2 separate regions of the Danio rerio genome follow, and region 2 is linked to region 1. Evidence: chromatin contacts called from public Micro-C data. All regions are on one chromosome and are shown on one strand. The core of a region is the stretch at or near the end of the contact, and the rest is flanking DNA. Distances in the headings are between cores, read along the strand shown. Region 1 overlaps shroom1 (shroom family member 1). Region 2 overlaps septin8a (septin 8a).

Region 1 (6,963 bases), core at 1,300-3,799:
ATCAGCTGTGTTTGATTAGGGTTGAAGCAAAGCTGTGCAGAGCTGCGGCCCTCCAGGAACCCAGTTTGAGACCTATGATGTAAAAGGATGTGCTGCTTTAGTTTTCTTTCCCTGATTAGGGAATTTAATTTGGAGAATTTGCTGTAAAAACAGCTGCTGTGAAATGTCTCTTTTTGCAATAAAAAAACGTGAATATAAACAAAAAGGTTTTAAGATTGATTATTGGATGTCCAAATATGGGACCATCAAAATAAAATAACACCCAAATATGAAGGCGGAGTGAAGTCTGTTTATCTCGGGCACCTTCATCCTCACAGAGGTAAACTGCAGAGTAAAGCCTCCAGCTGCTCTTCTCCCAGACGCTGCTTCTCGTCCAGGTCTTTGAGTCGGATGAGGAGCGAGGCTTTGGTCTGGATGAAGCGCCGGTACTCCTGCATCTGTGTGTCCGTCAGCTGTTTGCAGAGGATGCCGGACACCAGGCGCTCCCGCCGGTCGAGGTTATCCTTCAAGTCTTTGGCGTCGTCCCGCTGTTTGCACAGGAGACGGTAGCGGCTGTCCAGAGATTGCTGCGGATGCAAGTAAACAGGGATGATATTGATATCTCAGTTATTCATTCTCAAGCTGATGATGGACTTTTCTTAGTTTAATTAATTAATTTCAGTAATCTGACTAACATTCATTCATTCATTTTCCTTTAGCTTAGTTGCTTATTGATTAGGTGTCGCCACAGCGGAATGAACCACCAACTGTTCCAGCATATGTTTTACGCAGCGAATGCCTTTCCTGCCTAGTTACCCTAATTAACCTAGTTTAACTCTGCGGACCCGCTAACGTCATCGAATTTCACATTAAGAATTAAAGGGCTAGCGTTGCACCAGACCCCTGTAAGTGGTTTCGATTGAAAATGTAGAATCTATATTTTATGCACATATGCATCACTTTGTTGTTTATTCTACTGTACCAAAGTTATTTACACTTAAATACACAGTATTTTGGATACCCGAGCTGAACATTGGTTTATTTTCATATTTTTCATATGACATATGTACACGTTATAGCTCAAATGAAAGCTCTTGCCGGTGCTCATACGGTTCTGGCGTTCTTTTTACTGAATTAAATTCACATATCAAACAGTTGCCGAATGAATCTCGGTGTTTCCATGGCGCAGAAGTGAAAACAATACATTTATGATCAATAAGCAGCCCCAGATAGCACAGACAGCTGTCATCTCTTACCTTATGCTGTGCGCTTCAGGGCCATTCTCCTCTGTTTTTGAGGTGATGTGCATAAGTAATAGGTTTATATGTCTGACGTGCTCCAAACACAGTGAATTATGTTTGATCAGACAAAAGAACAGTGAAATATGAAAACAATGATCGCTCCCTGTGGCTTGTACAGCACCTCTCATCAGCTGGAACACAATAACTTTTGCATAGATTATGGTGGAGACATTTTTCTTTTTTCCTTTGATTACAGACATGTGCAGGAACCAGCTAAATTAATTACAGCACGCTAAACCAGCCAGAAAATAAAAGGTACACTTTCACATTTGAATGAATTTTAATTTAACTGGTTAAGTCTTTAAATGTCACTTTAAGCTGTATAGAAGTGTCTTGAAGAATATCTAGTCTAATATTATTTACAGTCATCATGGCAAAGATATAATAAATCAGTTATTAGAGATGAGTTATTAAAACTATTATGTGTTGAAGAAATCTCTACGTTAAACAGAAACTGGGGGAAAAAATAAACAGAGGGGCGAATAATTCAGGGGGGCTAATAATTCTGTCTTCAACTGTATATATGTCGTCACCAAATATAAACCAAAGAGGTAAGACTTTCTCATAGCCTCATTTCAATTAAGCTTTGTAAAAATCTATCTATTGAATTAATCAATCAATTAAAAAAGCTTTATATTATAGGTTTAAATTACAGAAAGAAATAACAGATGAAGGGAGATCAAGCAGATCAATGTTGACCTTTCTTTCGAGGTGTCAGTGCAGAAATGAACAAAACAACAGGCCTAATACAAAATATTATAGGATTAACATATGGAAAAATAGTCAATTTTCAATTTTCCTAATGGATAAACAGCACTTGGTAATATTTCAGCATGCTTTCACTTACGTATTAGAAAGTTTTGGTGCGGATCTGATTGCGAGATTCACATATGCCAAATGAAGCGCGCTAACTGGGCAAACGAGAAACAAACGTCTAGGTGTGAAAGCATCCTAAGACCGCATTTGCACGCACTTGACAAACAGTCGCAGGCAAATCAAACTCTAGTGACAAGGCAGCACTTGCCCAACTAGGCCTGTTATCATCCTGTGTACTGTCCTGAACATCTCACACGCTGGCACCGGTGCCTATTGTCGAGCCCTTAAGTGAAGGGAAAGTAGGTGATGACAGAACTTTTGGGTGTATTCCAATAACGAGAGCAAAACTAATACCCGTTTACATTTTTAATGACAAAATCGTACATATTGTGCCTTTAAACATCTCTGATTGGCCACTGCAAGGCTGTCCAAACCTGTTCCTGGAGAGTAAATCCTGCTGAGTTTATCTTTTACTCTTGTAAACCACACCTAAACCAGCTCATCCAGCTCTTCAGACGCTCTAATTTCTCAAGTTTTTGCATTCACGTTGCTAAAAATGCTTCTTACTCACAGTTTTTGTCCTGTTTTCAGTCCAAAAATATAAAAATCCTTAAATCAAGAAGCATTTTACAGACAAGCAAAAAATACGGTCTTGTTTTCAGACATAATACGTCAAAATTAAGTGATTATCTCCTTAAAACCAATCAAAATGGCCTGCTAATTGCAAAATATCAATAATTTAATTATCAATAATTATTTACAAACATTATTTTGCTCCACGTGATAGATTTAAGGTGGCACGGTGGCTAAGTGGTTAGCACTGTCGCCTCACAACAAGAAGGTCGCTGGTTCGAGTCCCAGTTGGCATTTCTGAGTTTGCATGTTCGCTCCATGTTGGCGTGGGTTTCCTCCTGGTGCTCCGATTTCCCCCACAATCCAAACACATGCGCTATAGGTGAACTGAATAAACTAAATCGGCCAGAGTGTTTGAGTGTGAATGAGTGTGTTTGGGTGTTTTCCAGTGCTGGGTTGCAGCTGGAAGGGCATCTGCTGAGTAAAACATATGCTGGAATAGTTGGCGGTTCATTCTGCTGTGGTGACCTCTGAAATTAAGCCGAGGGAAAATGAATGACTAATAGATTTTAAGTGCATGCACTGATGAGTTAAAGCATCATAACAGAGCACACATGAGTGTCGCTGCTGACCTCTGGAGGAGGAACAGAACATGATTATGGCCACTAGATGGCCTCAAAACTGTAACTGCAACAAACGAATTGGAACATTAAAGACCAAAAACAAATTCAAGTCAGTTTATTTTATGCTTTCAGGTACATTTGAAGCACTCAAATAAATGTAAGTGACATTATGACTATTCAGATTTTGATCTGTCAGTGCTTTTATTGTTCATCAGCTGGAAATAAAGAATAATAAAAAAACAAACAAACATTGATACTGATTTGTAACTATGAATAATTTATTACAACTGTAATGTTGGATGCTAAAAATAAATATTATATGTATGTAAAAATAAATAAATATATATGTATGTATGTATGTATGCATGCATGTATGTATGTATAGTTGAAGTCAGAATTATTAGCCCCCCTAAATTATTCACCCCCTGTTTATTTTTTTCCTCAATTTCTGTTTAACAAAGAGCAGATTTTTAAAACACATTTCTAAACATAATAGTTTTAATAACTCATCTCTAATAACTGATTTATTTTATCTTTGTCATTTTGACAGCACATAATATTTGACTTGATATTTTTCAAGACACTTCTATACAGCTTAAAGTGACATTTAAAGTCAATGTCAATGTCAATTTTATTTATATAGCACTATTAAACACAACCAAAGGTTGACCAATGTGCTGAACAATAAATCACAAAGAACAAGTATAAAATTATAGCTAAAACAAACAATTATCACAAATAGTTAATATAGGTAAAAACAAATAATTCTCACTAATAAAATGCCAAATCAAAAAGGTAAGATTTCAACCTAGACTTAAAAACAGACGGCGATGAAATAGACATAATACAGGCTAAACTAGGTTAATTAGGTTAACTAGGCAGGGTTCTGTGTAATGATGGTTTGTTCTGTAGACTATCAAAAACAGGGGCTAATAATTTTGTCTCTAAAATGGTGTTTAAAAAATTAAAAACTGCTTTTCTTCTAGCCAAAATAAAACAAATAAGACTTTCTCCAGAAGAAACAATATTATAGCAAATACTGTGAAAATTTCCTTGCTCTGTTAAACATCATCTGGGAAATATTTTAAAAAGATAAAAGGAATATGATAATTAATAAGATAATAATTATGTAATTAATTAGATTTTACCATAAGCTATGCTATTATTCAATTTAAGGGTTGACAAAATTTTGGCGAATCTTTTTAAAGTACTAAATATTGTGAAATTCGACCTTTTAAACATCTTTTGTTTATTATAATATATTTTAAGATGTAATTTATTCCAGATGTTATATTATTCTAGCCTTAGAAATAACTGGAAATAATTATTTATTTATTCATTCATTTTCTTGTGAGCTTAGTCCCTTTATTAATCCGGGGTCGCCACAGCGGAATGAACCGCCAACTTATCCAGCACGTTTTTATCCACTGGATGCCCTCCCAGCTGGAACCCATCACTGGGAAACATCCACACTCACTCATTCACACTCATACACTACGGATAATTTAGCCTACCCAATTCACCTGTACTGAATGCCTTTGGACTGTGGGAGGAAACCGGAGCACCCGGAGGAAACCCACGTGAACGTAGGGAGAACATGCAAACTCCACACAGAAATGCCAACTGACCCAGCAGAGGCTCAAACCAGCGGCCTTCTAGGTGTGAGGCGACAGCACTACCTACTGGGCCACTGTGTCGCCTTGGAAATAATTCTAGTACATATTATTTATTTTCCCCACTTGTCTGGAGTATATACTAATGTAAATAATAATTGTGCTATCAACAAATCAATAGCATCAACTGACAAGAACATTCATTCATTCATTCATTTTCCTTCAGCTTAGTCTCAATTTCACGGGTCGCCACAGCAGAATGAACCACCAACTATTCCAACATATGTTTTATGCAGCGGAAGCCCTTCCAGCCACAACCCATTACTGGAAAACACCTGTACATTCTCACACTCTCATACACTACAGCCAATTTACTTTATTCAATTCGCCTATAGCGCATCTGTTTGGACTGTGGGGGAAACCGGAGCACCTGCAGGAAACCCACACCAACACGGGGAGAACATGCAAACTCCACACAGAAATGCCAACTGGCCCAGCCGGGACTCAACAGCGACCCTTTAGCACAAAACAAGTCTTAAGTTAAGTTAGCACATGTATATCTGTAGGAATAACCTAATATACACTGTATGTGTCAAAAGTATGCATTCACTTTCACAAATCATAAGAATATTAAGAGCATGTTCCATGAAGACATTGTGTAACTATCCCAGCACAAATATATAAAAACTTTCCTTTTTATTAGTAATATGCACTGCTAAGTGCTTCACTTAGCCAACTTTGTCATTCAATATTTGGTATGTTTTGAACCCTCAGAATTCAGATTTTAAGATAATTGAATTTCGGCCAAATATTGTACAATCCTACCAAACCATACATCAATAGAAACTTAGAAAACATATAAATCTTTAAATAAAAAAAACGACCCTCTTGACTGGTGTTAGGGTTCATGGACATTTGTTACTGTTGTTCAAATATCTGCCACAAGAGAGCAGCAAAATCACAGAACTCACGGAAACTGAACCGGTCAGGAAGAGTTCACACTACACAATACAGTTAGCCCACGGTTCAATACATAACTCGGTTTTTTAACATGGCTTTCGGTTCGGTTCTCATGGCTTGACACGTGTGTTTTTTTTATTCTACAAGCAATAAAAGCAGTAAGAAGTAAAGGAGAAAAAAATAAAAACTATTTATTGCAATACTCATTTTGTTTTACTTAAAAGCCAAGAAAACTACAGTAGTTCCTAGTGTATTGTATAAAAAATATGAACACTGAAATCTCACAGCTGCTGGTAGCCCATGTACAAACTGGGGAACACATAAAATCCTACACTTTGAAAATAAGCACACATGTGGAGTTAATAAAGATAAATTGGCAATTTCAAATAAACATATTTGTACTTCAGTAAACATAAACAAACCATCTTCATTATCTCGGTGCTGAAAAATGCGAGACTGTAGTCTGTAACGCAGATCGAGTGCTTTTATAAGATGACAGAAGCCCACATCTACAATCACCGAAAACGGCTGCAAATCTTCAGCAATAATCACCCGCACTGCCTTTGTTATTTTATGTGTCTCTCTGAACCAGTTTGGTTTGTTTGCTTGACAGATTTAGCGAGGGATTGTTGCTATTTGGAGGGCTTTATTACCTTCTCTGCTCTCCTGCTTCAGACAGTGATATTGCTGGGTGATGATGCTGCAGATGTGCAGTCATGGTTATACGTGTAAAGCAATGCTTGCACAGTTATTTTTTGTTCACCATTTTTTCTTTTATTGGCATTATGCTTACCGGCAAAACCGAAATGTTCTCACACTGCAGATTAGAAAGACGCCGGCGCTTTTTCGTGCTGTTGCCTCACTTCGCCGGCGCTTCCTTGTACTGTTGCCTCAGCCTCACTTCACGGCCGCTCGCCATGTTAAAGTGTTGAATGATGGTTAAGCACCTCCTAATTTTAGAGCATACTTACTCACGGGGAGGATTTTCCTCATCTCAGCTTATGGATTTAGAGGCACACACAGTCAATTCGGGGAGATATAACACGCACAAATTATTTAAATGCAAAACCGAGAAAACCGCAATTCACAAGCGCGTAT
Region 2 (6,963 bases), core at 2,408-4,907, 64 kb before region 1:
TAATTGTTCAAATAATATATTTTAAATATTCTTAGGAATATAAAATATTTTTAATATTGTCATTCTGGCATTAAAAATGACAATAAGTCTGAGTCTTAAAATGACAATAATATAGTTTATCGTAATACATTTCAGTGCAATATGTTGTACAACAAAAATGACATATAGTGATCTCCAACCAATCTCGGTCCTGGAGGTCCAGTGCCCTGCAGGGTTTAGCTCTAACTTGCCTCAACACACCTGTCTGGGTGTTTCAAGTATACCCAGTAAGAGCTTGATTAGCTTGTTCAGGTGTGTTTGATTGGGGTTGGAGCTAAAACCAGCAGGACACCGGCCCTCCAGGATAAACTTTGGTGATCCCTGTATAAGTAACTAACATAAAAACAAAAAGTAATCTCTGACATTACTCTCTCAGCAGAAGAGTAATCTACAGTAACTAATCACACCCAACGTCGGCTTTATTTCTCGTATCACGCAATTAGTCTGATTAAAAGAGCGAACAGCACACAGCAGATGATGTAAATGGGGGAGTGTTTATTTCAGCATCGGCTATGGCTTTAAATGTGAAACAATATAACCTGAATACAGCCTTATACACCTCGCGATACAAAAAAATAGATATCATTTGCATATCTGTTGTCGTGTGCTCTTAAAAACAGCATCAAAAATAGCTTTATTCGGCCAGGCTGGTGTAATAATAAAATCATCACTGCGCTGTAATCATGAGTTTGGCTCAGATCTTAAATACTACTGTACATTGGCAAGGGAAACGTGCACTTCTCAATACACGCGTCACAAAAAAAAACTGACAGCGAGACGAATGAGCAGATGGTTTAGTACCAAAACACACGGTGTGCTATAAAAGAAAACACACACACTCGCGCTCGGAAACATAAGAGTAAAATAACACAGCTGATGAGGGATGTTAAAAATGACCTTCATCCACACCAGAAACACACATGAAGGAAAACAAGAGACAAAAATACAACACAGGAATCTGTTCAGTCCCCATAATGCACCTCTCTGCCGTCCAATCAGGAGCTTTTGGTCCTTTAACACAAGGAACATGTCAAAAAAACTAAACAAATCAAAAGGCGACGCTGCAAATGTAATGAAGGAAAGTCCATGGATGGCCTGCGATGTGCTCATAAATTAACTGAAAGAAAAAACAAACAAACACAAAACAGGAAAATGAGTATCAACGGAAAAATGAGGAACAAAAAAAGGTGGAAACATGCAAATGAACACATGAATATGATCATAAAAGCACTGAGAAATACAGAAATACAAGCATGCTGTCATATTGGGATGAAAACTAAACATTCACTGAAAATTACTGCAGGAATTTTGAGTCATATTGTCCAGAACTGAAGCATCCGCCGAGTCTATAATGCAGCTGAAGGGTCAGTTCACACAACAATGAACATTTCCTCACCATTTACCTACACTCAAGTGGCTCTAAATGAATTCGTTTCTTTCTTCTGTTGAACACAAAACAATATTTTTTGAAGAATGTTGGAAAATACAGCCACTGACTTTCATTGTATGAACAAAAAATACAACAGAAGTCAATGGTTACCGGTTTTCAACATGTTTCAAAATATCTTCTTTGGTGTTTAACAGACAAAACAAACACAAACAGGTTTGTAATGATGAGTAAATGATGACAGAAGTTTTATTTTTGTGTGTACGATCACTTTAAGGTCAATATCTGGCAGTTTGTTCAGCTTAAAGGCGCAGTATGTAGTTTTGGCCACTGGGGGGGGCGTATTCACAACAAACAAAGGTGTATTTTTAATGTGTGTGAATTCATGGGAGTTGTGGTCTTTATCATCTGTGTGAAGTATTTAACACTTACACCATGATATTATGAAGCAGAGTAAGACTGAAGTAATTCCCTTTAATTACCAAGTTAATGGTTACCGGTTTTCAACATTTTTCAAAATATCTTCTTTAGTGTTTAACAGACAAAACAAACACAAACAGGTTTGTAATGATGAGTAAATGATGACAGAATTTTTTTTTGTGTGTGTACGATCACTTTAAGGTCAATATCTGGCAGTTTGCTAAGCTTAAAGGCGCAGTATGTAGTTTTGGCCACTAGGGGGGGCGTATTCACAACAAACAAAGATGTATTTTGAGGAGTGTGGATTCATGGGAGTTGTGGTCTTCATCATCCTACACAACTCTAGCAGAAATCATGTAGATGGATGAGTAAAATATTTAACACTTATAGAGTGGATGAGGACGGCAATTTGTATGCAAAAACCCAGAAGCAAGTTAGCATTTTAGCAGTTGCGGTTCCCGTGACCTAAAGCCAATGTTTTTTTTTTTTTTTTTTTTTAATGGGATTTTGGTTAAATTGCTTAAGTAAGGTTTGTGGTAACCACAAACTCAAGATACTTTCACATTTTATTCTAAAAGATAAAACACATCAGTTACATCAAACACACTCCTCGTTTTTAAAAATCAATTACGCTTCTATATAAAAGACAGTTGCTATCAAATTGCTAAATGGGACTGCAGGCGATGTCAAATTGATGACAACATTTTTATTTTTGTGTGTACTATCATTTTAAGGCTGATAGCTGGCAGTTTATTTAGCTTAAAGGCACAGTATGTAGTTTTGGCCACTAGGGGGCGCGTATTCACAACAAACAAACGTGTATTTTGCTGAGTGTGGATTTATGGGATCATTCTACAGATTCCAGCAGAAATCATGTTGATAAATGAGTAAAAAATTCAACACTTATAATCATGGTAACATGAAGTAAGATAACCGTGAAGAAAAACACTGAAGTATTTCCATGTTTTCTAGAAAACCACAGTGAATATTGAGGGTGTGTGACGTCATTAGCATGAACACACAGCACACAGTCCATAACACTTTAAACGTGATTATTTCTCTGGATTCGATCTTTCTTTTAAACATTTGGGATAATATAAGCGAATAAATCAGCAAAATAACATTGTTCTATAGACTTTTAGATGTTTGAATGATAAAAATGTACATATTGTGTCTTAAAAATGATAAAGGTGTTTTCAAAATGACTTAAAGAGTTTGTTTAACACTTGTTAAAAGTGAGATTTCTCTGGATTTGGTCATTCTTTGAATCATTTGGGATAATATAAGTACATAAATCAGCTAAATACAAACGGTTCTAGTGATTTTTAGGTATTTGGATGAAAAATCCGTACACATTGTGCCTTTACATCCTGTATCCCTTTACTGGGATAACATAAGTGAATAAATCAGCCAAATAACACTGTTCTAGTGGTTTGAATGACAAAAACACTTGCCTTTAACTCAGATTGTGATAAAGGTATTTTAAAATTCAATCAAAGAATTAGTTTAACACTTGTTAAAAGTGATTATTTCTCTGGATTTGATCATTCCTTAAAACATTTGGGATGAATAAATCAGCAATAACACATTGTGTTCTAGTGTTTTTTCAGAGGCATCAATGACAAAAACGTACACATTGTGCCTTTAAAATTAGTTTGTGATATAGATAATTAAAAATATATCACAATCAGAGGATTTGTTTTATATTCTGACCGAGTGTTAGTTGTTTTGAGTCGAATATGATCAGCTTTCCTTCAGATGCTGGACCGCGTCAGGTTTAAACCACAAAATGGACGCCGTGTAAACATGCGAGTAACCACAAGATGGCGCCCATGAAGCACAGGCCTGACAGCAGAACGAGCTCAAAACCTCAACCTGCTGTTTTGTGGTAAAAATAAACGATGTTTAGGAAAAAGACTAACACCCTATGCTAATGAGGAAGAGATGGTCACTATTGGGTGGGACTTTCCCCCTCTGATGACACGTACAAAGGGAGAATGACATTCAAAGCGTTTCTGCAGACTGTTTTTATCAAGTCTGATTATAAACAATAGAATTAATACACTCTACATTAAAGAAAAAGAGGAATAAGAAGACAAGCGAACTCACTTTTTCTTGTCCTTGTCCTTCTTGAGGGGCTGTGAGAGCGAGAGGGTCTCGGCGGCCACTTTCCTCCTATTGAAAGCGTTCATCTCCTCCTCCAGCTCGCGTCTCTTCTCCTCCACTTTCCTCTTCTCCTCCTGGTGCATTCGCTTCAGCTGCTCGAACTTCTCATGTAACTGAGCAGATTACAGATATTTATTGATTTATTTGTCATGGACATCACAAGTACACTGGACAAGCCAACACTGAACGTAAAAAAAAAATCATCATTTGATTTGTTTTAAGGTGGTCGCAAATAATTTACATGGGCTGAATTTAATTGAACAAACAAATTAGATTGAACATTACTAATTAAATTTGTTTTCATAAATTGTTTATAAATTGCCCACATAAATTGTTTGCAACCATATTCATTAATTTTCCTCCAGCTTAGTTTCTTATTTATTAGAGGTCAACTAACAGTCAACTAGCATATGTTTTACGCAGCGGATGCCCTTTCAGCTGCAACCCAGTACTGGGAAACACCCATACACTGTCGCATTCACACATTTTATACTCTTGTATATTTTACTTTGATTTGTTTCTGGTACAAAAAAAATCTTAAATAAAGAAGAAAAATTATTATCTTGTTGAAGATAATAAAGCGAGTTTTTCCTCTAAACAAGCTAAATGATCTGCTAATGGGGTGAGCATCTGACATCAAGACTAAAAACAAGAGTTTTTTTGCATAAATAATAGAAATATACAATTTAGAAAAGCAATAGAAAGGCTTTTTTTGCAGTGTACATACACACTTGACGATTTGTATTAAAACTAAGTGGGAGAAAGAAGGGGAGAAGGGTATAGCAGAAGAGGATTGGACAATAATATGGAGGAATCAATGCAAATGCTCGCAGAATTGGAGGGAGATTGGTTGGAAGAGTTTAACATGGTATTTTTATCACACCTTCCCACAAATCACACCATGCTGGTCAGTGGCAGTTCTAGTTTCTGATTAGCACAGGCTTTGCATACAGGTTGAGGTTGAAAATGAAATCGAAAATGAAAATTGAAATGAAAAAGTGTCAATAAAAGGAAAGCTTAAATTTACATTTTAATTTGAATTGTGTCACTATTATAGCGTGAATATTAATAACACGCTTTGTAAAAATTGTGTTGCATTTTATTTTTCAGTTTGGCTTTTTATTTTAATATTGGCAGTCTTGACGTGGAAATGCAGTGAAAATGTAATGTTAAATCGGCAACTTCATTTTAATTATCAATTTGACAGGGACGATGTGTTGTCAAAGTGAAAATGAAAAAAAATTAAATAATTTCATTTTGTTTTCAACTTTGGCCGATATTTTGCGAACAGTGTTTTAAAATAAAATTGTTAATCTGATTTTAATTTTAATTTCCATTTTTTATTTGATTTATTTAAAGTTGGCAGGATTTACCTTCCATACAAAATGCTATATAGGAATCGTATGCTGAAGATGCAGGACTGACCTCTCTCTCCTTCTCCTTCAGCTCGGCCTCCGTCTCCTTCACTTTATTGACGAACATCTGCCTCATCTCCTCCTCCTTCTTCTGCAGGTCTCCGAGAAACTCCTTCCTCTTGGCTTCATACGTCTCCTGCAGACTGTAGCGAACACACGTCTAACGTTTTTAAACACGTTTTCATTAAGATGCACATTTTATAAAGGATTTAAATACATACTTCATCCATCAATCAAAAAGATGTTCACATATTTTATCTTTTCGCATTTTCCAGGTGCAAAAACATCTCAATTTTCAGAATGCTGCAAGCACACTGCGAGTCATGTGACTAGAACTAAGGGTGCTTATTTAGTTAGGCTGAATCGCACTAGAGTTCGTTTTCCCTTTTGGTGCGGTTCGTTTGGGCAGGTGAGAATGCAGCGATCGTACTCGAGTGCGCACCAAAAGCGGACCAAATAAGCGTACCGAGACCTGCTTGAAGAGGTGGTCTCGGTACGCTTTCAAACGAACCCTGGAGCGGTTCGTTTGTGGTGACAATATGATCCGTACTAAAACAGGTCCAACAGCAAAAAGTACTGCGCCTTTTGGACTAATCCAGCTGCCGTAGGCCGATGCGCTGTGCATTATGGGATATGAAGGAAAAATATTTGTTGACAGCGCTTCACCAACAGAGAGAGAGAGAGGGGAAACATTACCTGATAGATCGTTGGTAATATTTCCGCAAGATGAGCATGTCGCAGTTTAGCTAAATTAATTCACGCCTCCTCCTGAAGTGACGAGCGATGCATTAAAACACTGTTTTCCAGCCGCGGCCGCGCTTCATTCTCGTAATGTATAGTTCGTCTATAGCAGGAATACAATCAGTCAGCACAGTCGTCTCTCCAGAGTAAAAGGTTTTGTTTACTAGCGGGAGTTCATTGCCATTTTCCCGCACGTGAATTCTGACCAATCGATAAGCAGTTTAGGAAATATGTTCAACAACATCTGGCCAATGAGAGATGTGGATTTTGTCAGGTGACTGCATTTTGGTTCGTTTCAACTGGTTCGGACCAAAGCCAGCAGTGTGGTGTGAAAACGACCCAAAGACGGCAGAAGATGCAACAATGTATCATTTATTACTCTTGGTCCGGACCAAACGAAGCGAACTACAGATGTGAAAGCACCCTAACACATTAGTTTCGCTTTGTATGGAATATGCACATTTCCATAACAACGGTAGACTAATTACCTCAGACAAGCGCAGAGCACTGAAGTGTTTTTGTATTTCTTCCATAAATAAAACTTGTAATTGGAGAAAACGGATGATTGTTGCTTAGCAACGACAGACGCTACAGAAGTGTGAGCGCAGGAACGCATTAAAATTGGCGAAGAAGAAGATCTCGCAGAATAGTGTTCAGGTCACTATGTGATGCTGGTGGAGGAAAACATTTCCTGATTCGCTCCACCAAAACAGCCCAAACTGGCTCAATAATATTTGGATCGGGTGACTGTGCAGGCCATGGGAAATGTTCAACTGCAGTTTTATGTTCATCAAA

The links. A called contact is a pair of places that touch in the nucleus more often than the background predicts.
Region 2: a Micro-C map of caudal fin shows a contact between it and region 1, with 11 times the contacts expected there. The contact joins two enhancer-like sites. A contact is called at or near these places in 2 of 18 Hi-C or Micro-C datasets (caudal fin and hematopoietic stem cells).

What each region holds. Positions count from the first base shown.
Region 1 is chr21:47,050,832-47,057,794 of GRCz12tu, reverse strand. It overlaps shroom1 (shroom family member 1), which reads right to left. Exons shown (of 8, transcript XM_682698.11): 8 at 1-566. The coding sequence ends at 312. Among named protein-coding and RNA genes, the nearest start is that of sowahaa, 21 kb to the left of the region's middle. Within about 2 kb of position 2,549, at least 4 of the 62 cell types and tissues checked have an H3K27ac peak or open chromatin away from gene starts, as enhancers often do. A contact at or near this core is called in caudal fin, where this site is marked.
Region 2 is chr21:47,115,440-47,122,402 of GRCz12tu, reverse strand. septin8a (septin 8a) reads right to left here. Exons shown (of 10, transcript NM_001115117.1): 8 at 5,438-5,570; 9 at 3,956-4,125; 10 at 515-1,156. The coding sequence ends at 1,153. Among named protein-coding and RNA genes, the nearest start is that of ccni2, 26 kb to the left of the region's middle. Within about 2 kb of position 3,657, at least 8 of the 62 cell types and tissues checked have an H3K27ac peak or open chromatin away from gene starts, as enhancers often do. A contact at or near this core is called in caudal fin, where this site is marked.